Regions from separate parts of the Sus scrofa genome. Here region 2 is linked to region 1. A link is a contact called in public HiChIP or PLAC-seq data. All regions are on one chromosome and are shown on one strand. Each heading gives the region's core, a stretch centred on a gene start, on an enhancer-like site or on the middle of the called end of the contact. The rest is flanking DNA. Distances are from core to core; before and after follow the strand shown.

Region 1 (4,586 bases), core at 430-2,929:
TTCAAAGTGGCATTACCTAGTGTCAAATCTGCATTCAGCACCAGAATCACTGAGAATTTGCACTAAAATAAACAGCTAGTGTCTTGCTCTAATTCTTCCATTCTTCTACAAGTCAAGCATCGTGCAGCGTCAACTATGCCAAAAAAAGTGGGCTAAAGGCAACTAGGAAAGCAGTAAAGTTTCACAATGACTTACATTTCAGTACCAGCCGGGTATGTTACATTAGAAAACTATTTTTGTTTTCTGTTTACAAAAGAGAATGCTGTTGCTACTGTGACTGTGCCATTAACTTAAAACGCCAGATTGTTTACACCCCGTACTGTGAAATTCACACCTGCTCACAGATTTCCCCGCGGTGGCACAGTGTGGGTGGCGCCTGCAGAAAACTGTCCCGAGTTCCCAGGACTGACACTTCCTTAATTTCTGAATACGCGAGGTACTCAACTTTCCCCCTAAAGTGTTTTCGAAAAATGTCCCTGTGACTGGAGGCGCGACAAGAACCCCACCCCCTCTCTCGCTGCCCCACTGCCTGTGCTCCCCACTTTGAAAACCAGTGGGACCCCAGCCCGCGGCCTTGGCTGAGTCCGGACGCGGGCAGCCGGGCGCAGGACTGCGGGGCGCTGTGCTGGCAGCTGTCCCGACAGAGGGTTAGGAAAGCAAACTTCCTTCTCGGACCCGGCGAGGAGCGAGCCCGGAGGACAGGGCGGGGGTGCTGCAAGGACGGCCGTCTCCCGGCCCCTCGCGGACGCGCAAGGGCTCCGCCCGCCCGGGAGGGAGCGCACCCAGGCCCCGGCCTCGGCGTCGGAGAGGCAGGAGGAGAGGTGCCGCAGCCCGGGGCCGAGCTCGAGGTGTGCTCCGGCCCGTCCCCGCTCCTCCCGAGGAAGGGGGGCTCCGGCCCGTCCCCGCTCCTCCCGAGGAAGGGGGGCTCCGGCCCGTCCCCGCTCCTCCCGAGGAAGGGGGGCTCCGGCCCGTCCCCGCTCCTCCCGAGGAAGGGGGGCTCCGGCCCGTCCCCGCTCCTCCCGAGGAAGCGGGGCTCCGGCCCGTCCCCGCTCCTCCCGAGGAAGGGGGGCTCCGGCCCGGCCCCGCTCCTCCCGAGGAAGGGGGCTCCGGCCCGGCCCCGCTCCTCCCGAGGAAGGGGGGCTCCGGCCCGTCCCCGCTCCTCCCGAGGAAGGGGGGCTCCGGCCCGTCCCCGCTCCTCCCGAGGAAGCGGGGCTCCGGCCCGTCCCCGCTCCTCCCGAGGAAGGGGGGCTCCGGCCCGGCCCCGCTCCTCCCGAGGAAGGGGGGCTCCGGCCCGTCCCCGCTCCTCCCGAGGAAGCGGGGCTCCGGCCCGGCCCCGCTCCTCCCGAGGAAGGGGGGCTCCGGCCCGGCCCCGCTCCTCCCGAGGAAGGGAGGCTCCGGCCCGGCCCCGCTCCGCGGCGCCTGCCCGAGCGGCGGTTGGGCAGGAGGGCAGGAAAACGGCCGCCGGGCGCAGAGGGTACCAGGCCGCGCCCTCAGGGGCCGCGGCCGCAGCAGGCCCGCGGGCGGTCGGAAGCCGGCACCACGGGCGCGGCCGCCTCGGCGACCCCTCCCCGCCCCCCGGGCGCCGCCGCCCTCCCCCCCGCGCGGTACCTGCACTGCGCGGCTGAGGAAGGTGCCCGCGTCGGCCGCCAGCTTCTTCACGTTGAAGTCCATGATGTTCATCCTGGGGGCAGCCGGGCGCGGCGGCCGGCGGACCTACCGGGAGGCGGCGGCGCGGCGGCCGGGCTGGGGCGCGGGGTGCGCGCGGCGGGGGCGGACGTGGTCGGAGGGAGGCGGCGCCGGCCCCGCCGCAGCTGTCGTTTCCGTGGGGGGAGGGCGGGGCGGCGGCGAGAACCGGCGCCTCGGAGCCGGCCGCGCGCCCGAGCGGCGGCGGCCGGGACGCAGGGCCTGTCCCTTCAGGGGGAGCTGCCGCGAACGCCGGCGGGGCCGCGGTGGGCTTCCAGGAGAGCGGCCGGCGTCCGCGCCGCGAGGGGCCGGGTCCCCAACGGAGGAAGCGAGCGCGGGCCGCGGGGCGGGGCCTTTACGGGGGTTATCGCGGGAACAGCGACCCCTTCAGGGCCGCGGTCGCGGGGCCGCGGGGCGGGGCCTTTACAGGGGTTATCGCGGGAACAGCGACCCCTTCAGGTCTGCGGCCGCCGAGGTTATCGCGGGAACAGCGTCCCCTTCAGGACCGCGGCCGCCGAGCCGCGGGGCGCGCCGGGAGCTGGGCGCGTTCCCCTCAGGGAGGGTGGCGTTCGCGGCGAGAAGCGCGCCGCGGGGCCGCTGCGCCGCTGCACGTTTGCAGTTTGGTCTGAGCCTCCAGAACAGAGAGAACCCCAACCCCCCGTTTTGTTTTAGGAGAAAATGGGGACGTTGTAGCGTAGAATTACAGCACCTGTGAAATGAGTCTTGTAGGTCCCGCGCCCCGCTGGTGCCTGACGCCCGGATGGCGCTCGTGGACGTTTGCAGAACAGACTTGAAGTCAAGTCCCCGCGGCGCCCGCTGTTCATTCATTCGGCATTGCTGAGCATCTGCTGGGCACCAGGACTGCAACCCGTGCTGGGGACACCTACCGCCCAGGCCTGTCCCCGCCTCAGGACGCTCTCGGGGCGGCTCTTGACCTCCAGGGACCCCAGCCCCGCCCGCGGCAGCGCTCACCTGCTGGGCTGCAGGTCCGACCCTGGGCGCCTGCTGGTGCAGAACGCGGCGCCCGGGACCCGGAGAGCCAGGCTGGACGTGGCCGTGCACGGTGGTGAGCGACACCGAGGGACCCTTAGCCGCTGGGCGAGGCGGGCTTGATAACTAATGGGGTACGATGTCAACGTTAATAACGAATGGGAATACATGTGAATTTTCATAACTAAGGAGCCCGTGACGTGGAATTTGCGCAAAAGCCCGTAATTCCAAGTATCTTGTTAAGCAGCCTCAGGACACAGCTTATGCTTGATTGAAGTTCACATGGGTACAAGCACGGAGGGAGGGGAGACTAGAATTTCAAGTATAAGAAAAGGCTCCATGCATTTGTTGTGTTGCCCTTTTATTACTTTAGGGCTGGGAAAGTGACAGCAGGCCCGGTGGGCGGTGACATGAGCTCACATTCATGCTTCTGAGTTTTACTGAAACAGCAGCCATAGCAGCGGTGGCTGTTAAAGGCACAAAGATTAGAGCCTAAGCATATTATAAGGAATAGCAAATAACATACAAATATTTATGTTCTTTGTGGTGGTGACAGAAACAGCCTTTTTCCCCCCAAGGCAACTACAAAAGAATGAATCTTACTCCATGTGTATCTTAACTTATTTTTCCAGAAATATGGAGAAGGAAATATATAATCAGGATTCTTGGCTTTCATTTATTGTTCATTTTGTATTTTTATGTAGAAAACACTTTATCTCTTTCCAGATGTTTGTCTTCACAATAAGTATATTCACAAGTATATCATAATCCATGTCCATTTCTGCAAAAAGATCATGACACTGCATTCACCATTAGAGGAAAAAACTCTGGATCCTCTTCCTCAAACTTGTAGATCTGCTGACTTGAGGAAGAAATATCTTCACTTATTCCTGTTCAGCCCTAGTTTCTCTAGTTTCACTGACACGTTCCGGAGACCAGTGTATCCTCTCTGTTTCCTCACTGTTCTTACCGTCTTGGAATTTCCTGCCGAATGTGCCCTTGACTTCCGCTTCTACAACTGTGCCTAAACAGCATTCCCGAGGTTGCCAGTTATTTCCTGGTAAATCAAACAGCCTTTTCGGCAACTTCCGCAGTGACTCTCTCCAGCCCCTTTCCAACAACACGCCCCTCCAAGGCCTTGTCCTGTCTTGGTTTTCCCGCTGCCTCCTGGACTTGTGCAGCCTATTTGGCTGGGACCTCTGATGGCTTCACAGTAGGGGTTCCTGAACATGGAGTTTAGCACTTATTTTTTGCTGTTCTCTTTAATTTCTTAATCGTGACTTCAGTTACACTTCTTTCATTCGTTCGTTTAGTAACTATTTTTTGAATGTCTCCTATATGCCGCATACACAGCATTGATATGACTAGAAACATATCAGGCAACCAGACAGCCCGCCCTTGGGAGCTTGCAACTAATGCGGTAGGACAGAAATTGAACATGTAATTATACACCTGATAATATACCGAGGGGGCGTTCAGAGTGCTCTGAAAGCTTCAACTCCAGCCTGAACCTAGTAACCTGATTTTAATTTGGAGGCTTGGTCTTGCGGTAAGGGATCCAGATCACCTTCCGAAGCTGTCTTTTTCTGTCGCATATGCTAACTTCTTATTGCAATAGTACAAGGTATTATGAAAGCAGTGTTCTAAGGTCGTAGAAAGTGACAAACATCTGAAATGGTCCCTAAAGTTTTTAGCACAAAAAAATAAACACAACTTTTATAAAAGAGATATTTTAGGTAGTATGATATGTATTTTATTTTTTGTACTGCCGGGCAAAATGTCGTTACCTCATGTTTAGACCAATGACATTGAAAGGGAAGGTTTGTATACTTGTAAGATGATCCGTATGAATCCGGAAAGAAATATTAGAAATTTGGCTTGTGTTTATTTTTATCTAATAAATAGAATTTTTC
Region 2 (4,481 bases), core at 1,477-3,976, 1.2 Mb after region 1:
TGGAACCTCAGAATGGGAGCTTATTTGAAAATATTGTCTTTGCAGATGTAACCAACATCCTACTGGATTTGAGGGGGCCCTAAATCCAATGATTCGCGTCCTTATTAGAGGAAGGACATTTGGAGCTTGAGGCAGAGGAAGAAAACAGGCAGACTGGAGTTATGTGGCCACAGCCACGGGGCGCCAAGGATCGCCAGCGACCACGAGGCTCGAGGAAGAGAAGGAGCAGGCCTCCCTGAGGCCTTCGGAGGGAGCAGGGCTCTGCCCGTTTGGACTTCGAGCCTCTAGAGCCGCGAGCGAAGACGTTTCTGCGGCTTACACACCCTGTTCGCAGCACCTCATCACAGCGGCCCTAGGAAACCACCACACTAGGCTGGGCTGGTCAGATGCCAAGATCCTCATTTGCTGCTGAGAACTCGTGCAAAGGAAATGATAAATTAAAAGAGAAATGGCCATGGAAAACACAGAGGAATACTCGAGGGGAAAGCTTGTTAATCATAATGCAAAACTGGGGCTAACTTGACGTCTCCTTGGGGAAGCGCTCAGGGCGCCCAGCCTGGTCCCAGCGCCGCCCGCTTGGCCGGAGCCGCCGTGGGAGCTCCCGGCTGGTCTCTGCTTCCACACTTACACCTGCAGTCTGCTCTCTGCCCAGCAGCCAGCGTGATTCTTTGAAAAGGAAATGAAATCACTCCCTCTTCCCCCCCCCACCTCCCGTCTCTTCAAAATGGTCTCCCCACCCTCACTGCCAGCAACCCTGTTCTGAGCCACCACCTCCTGGGGACAAAGGCAGTAGCTCCTTGAGGGTCCCCCGTTCCCCTCTTCCTTTCCCTCAAGGCAACAGTGAAAGCGCGCCTTTTTCCAATCATAAATCGGATCGCGCCACTCCTCTGCTCGGCGTCCTCCAGTGGCTTCTTGTCTGACTCAGAGGCTGTCCTGTGACTCAGAGCAGAGATGAAGCACAGCTGCCCTGGACTTGGCCTCCCGTCCCCCTGCTTTTTTCCCCTGGCTGCTCCCTCTGCTTGTCCACATGGCTCTTTCCTTCAGCCCCTTCAAGTGCGACCCAAATCCCCTTCTCAACAGGTCTTCACTCACCATGCCATACCCCCTCAACCTGCTGCCCCGTTTTATATTTTCTGCGTATTTATCATCTTCTAACGTAATAAATAATTTACATAACATTTTTCAAATGTCTGTCTGCCCTGCCCCAAACACACACACACACACACACACACACACACACACACACACGAATTTAAACTCCAGGAGGAAAGGAATTTTTAACTATTTCGTTCATAGCTATTTCCCCAGCACCTAGAACAGTGTCTGGCCCATAGTTGACATTCAACAAATATTTGTGAATGAAAGAACAACTAGTTAAGTGAATTGGGTTAGAAAAAGATGACGGAAGATTAAGCAATCAGAAAAAATACTGTGTATGAATATGGACAAACACACATGATGTAATGTTAAAAGTAAGATCCCTGCCCTGTGATGGAAAAATACATTGATGCGGCCTTGACAACATTGTTGTTTTCTGGTTCTTGTTTTCCCTTCCTTTAAAGGATTCTGGATCCTCAAATTTGTCTTCCGCCCCCTGGTCCGCATTTTTATCTACCCTCTAGCTTCCAAATACCATATACTTTCTTTCTAGTTTATTTACCATGTTGTCCAAACAATCGTCTTGGGCCCTGAGCCCTTTCCGGACTTATCACCCTCGTTACTTTGGATGCACCGTTCTGAGAATCGTATCTGTTCATCAGTCTCCCCCAGAAAGATGGGAGAACTCTTACGGGACTGGGTGTCTAGAATATAGTAGGAAGGACTCAATAAATGTTTGAGCAAGAGCTGAGCACGGACTGTGGGCCCAGACCTCTAAGAACCTCACATCTGTCACGTCATTGAATTGTCACCTGTGAGAGGTAGAAGAGACACATCTTCATCCCTCAGATGAAGAAATAAGGAAATACGTTTATCATAAACAGTGACCAGAAAGTATGCAGAGGTTAAATGAGGTGTTAAAGTGATGGCATTGTAGGCGGTTTTTCTCTTTCAGAAATTCCTTCAATATGAACTGCAGTTAGGCTGTATATGAGTCTCGTGTGCGCGCGCGCGAGCGTCTGTGTGTGACCAAACCATTGTAAAACTTGCGTGGGCAAACAGCAACAGGAAATCGGTGGGCAGGGGCTGGGAGAAGGGGAGGAACACAGCAGCACCGACCAGCAGAGCTCCAGCTGCATCAGAGCCGCCCGCGCGGGCGGCGACCGCCCACAGACCGAGCCGCGCCGGCCCCGCCCACGGAAACGATCCTCTCGGGAGGCCTCCCCCCGCCCCATGCAAACGACCTGGAGGCCGTGGGCGGGGCCACCCTGGAAGGGCTCCGGCCGGGGGCGGGACCAGGCCGGCCGCGGGCTGGCTCCGATTGGCTCTCGGAGAGACGGGACGGGCTCTCCGAGGGCCGGCCTCCCAGAGGGGCGGTCCTGCGCCCCGGCCTCCGCGAGCGCGCAGGAGCCGAGCCCGGAGCTCGGCGTCTAGACGCGTAGGTCTGCGCCGCCGTCGGCCCGGAGGCAGAGCCGGAAGCGCTTGTTTGACCCTCGGTCCCCCTGTTTTCGAGGAGGTAGCCGTCCCCCCACCCTCTCCGCCTCCCCTCCCCACCCCTCCTCGGGAGGCCGAAGCCCCCAGCCTGGGCGGGGCGGCGCAGCCCGAGCGCGGACCCGGAAGGAGCGCCGTCCCCCGCCTCCGCCATGGAGCCCGCCGCGCCGTCCCTGACCGAGGAGGACCTGACCGAAGTGAAGAAGGACGTGAGTAGCACGGCCGGGCCCGGGCGGGCGGGCGGGGCGGGCTGCGTGCCTGCGGGCGACGGGAGCGGAAACCCGGCGGCCCGGCCCGGCCCGGCCCGCAGCTGGGGAGCAGCGCGCGGTGGGAGAAGCGGCAGGTCCGGGCGCCGCGGGAGCCGAGCCGGCATCGCGGGGACCTGGTGGAAGCGGTCCGACCCCTGGTGACCTGTGAACTCGCGTGTTAAATCAATCAAAGCGGGGCTTGGGTTTCTGGAACCTTGTTGGGTGGAGCGCTCCTTCACAGCCTCCGGCCCACTCCCCACCCATCCTCTGGCGCTTCCAGGGGTGGAGCTACGTTGTCGGAAGTCGGCGACTCAAGCTCGTCCTTGAGTCTGAGCCTTGGCTGCTGGCTCTCTCAGCCTGGAGCAAAAGCTGGACCAGGTAAAGCATCCCAAGCAGTGGAGCAAATATGTGAAACTTTGGCAGCGGGGGTTGAGGGAAGCTCAGCAGCTGAAAGCACGAGTCGGAATTCCCCTAGAAAGCAAACGCCCACGTATTTAAATCGGAGGGGCGAGGGGGAGGGGACGGGGGCCGGGGCCCGAAGGCCGAGAATTTATTTACAGGTGAACGCTGGAAACATTCGGTAGCTGCGTTATGCTCCGCTGCTTGGATGCTGCAGAAATGTACAAATCTTAATATTTATTCACCAAGAGTGACTTGTTTCTCTTACCCTTTGCTCTTAGTTGTTTGTTTTGCTTTGTGAGACTTGTATGAGTACCATTAAAATACTTTGTATTAATTCACATTTTAAAAATCAACATGAACTGTGTTCTCGCTTAGCGCCGCAGTGCTGTACAAAACCACCTTTGTGAAGTGGACAGGAAGCAGCTTTTTAAATGTTCCTGTGCTTCCTTTTCCCTCACCTGTGAGGTTTATCACACTGTACCCATAATGCAGAGTCGGTGTGACTCATTAGCAGAAGGACTCTGGTTAAGAGTAGGGCTTGTGCCTTAATTTCCTCCTTCAGCAGATAATTCTGGGGCGCTCACTAGATGGAAAGCACTGTTCCTCGGCCTGGAAAGATACCCAAAAATGACAGGTCCCTGCTTCCCATTCCCGTCAGAACTCGGATGTTGGTAACTACTAAAGAATGAGTGTTGTGCTGTTCAGGATTTGTGCCAGTAAAAGCATGAACTTCAGGAGGCAGGTGCTGCATCGCACGGTTTACAGTGTTCTAGCGTCATCTGTACACCAGCCTCTGAGGGGGATCGCTGTCTTTTCCATTTTACAGTTGACAAAACAGGTAGTGAGAGGTTGCAAGTGGGAGGTTCCAAAACCCGCACACAAACACAGATGTGAAGGGTGACTGCCAGGCCTGTATTTTTTGCCGTCAGCTCATTGACATTCTCCATCTCCAAGATTTCAGTGCACAGCCAGCTCTGAAATTCATAACCTTGGGGAATCATGCACCGGTTTCAGGACAGCTGTGAAAAAAATAGAGCTGCTCATTTTTTTCTTAGAACATTTTTTCACGTGATGGAAATGGTTTATGACCTTAGAAGGTTTAAAATTATCATACATATATTTGGCCTGCCTTCTTTCCCAAATCTAAGTGCTTATTTCCAAATAGTTGCGGGAAATCCAGTTTGATATCCTTCAGATTCCTCACCTTGTCTAAGGTTGATCATTTTATCATCCCTCCCTCAA

What was found. HiChIP or PLAC-seq counts read pairs in DNA pulled down with a chosen protein or histone mark.
Region 2: a contact with region 1 is called in an H3K27ac HiChIP or PLAC-seq map of alveolar macrophages. The contact joins the promoter of BCL10 here to the promoter of SH3GLB1 in region 1. A contact is called at or near these places in 1 of 47 Hi-C or Micro-C datasets (embryonic fibroblasts) and 1 of 2 datasets of contacts at active chromatin or transcription factors (alveolar macrophages).

Annotation. Positions count from the first base shown.
Region 1 is chr4:129,393,792-129,398,377 of Sscrofa11.1, forward strand. SH3GLB1 (SH3 domain containing GRB2 like, endophilin B1) reads right to left here and starts at 1,680. Exons shown (of 9, transcript NM_001168421.1): 1 at 1,609-1,680. The coding sequence starts at 1,680. It overlaps ODF2L (outer dense fiber protein 2-like), which reads left to right and starts at 2,260. Exons shown (of 14, transcript XR_002343752.1): 1 at 2,260-2,749.
Region 2 is chr4:130,642,701-130,647,181 of Sscrofa11.1, forward strand. BCL10 (B-cell CLL/lymphoma 10) reads left to right here and starts at 2,727. Exons shown (of 3, transcript NM_001103213.2): 1 at 2,727-2,798. The coding sequence starts at 2,742.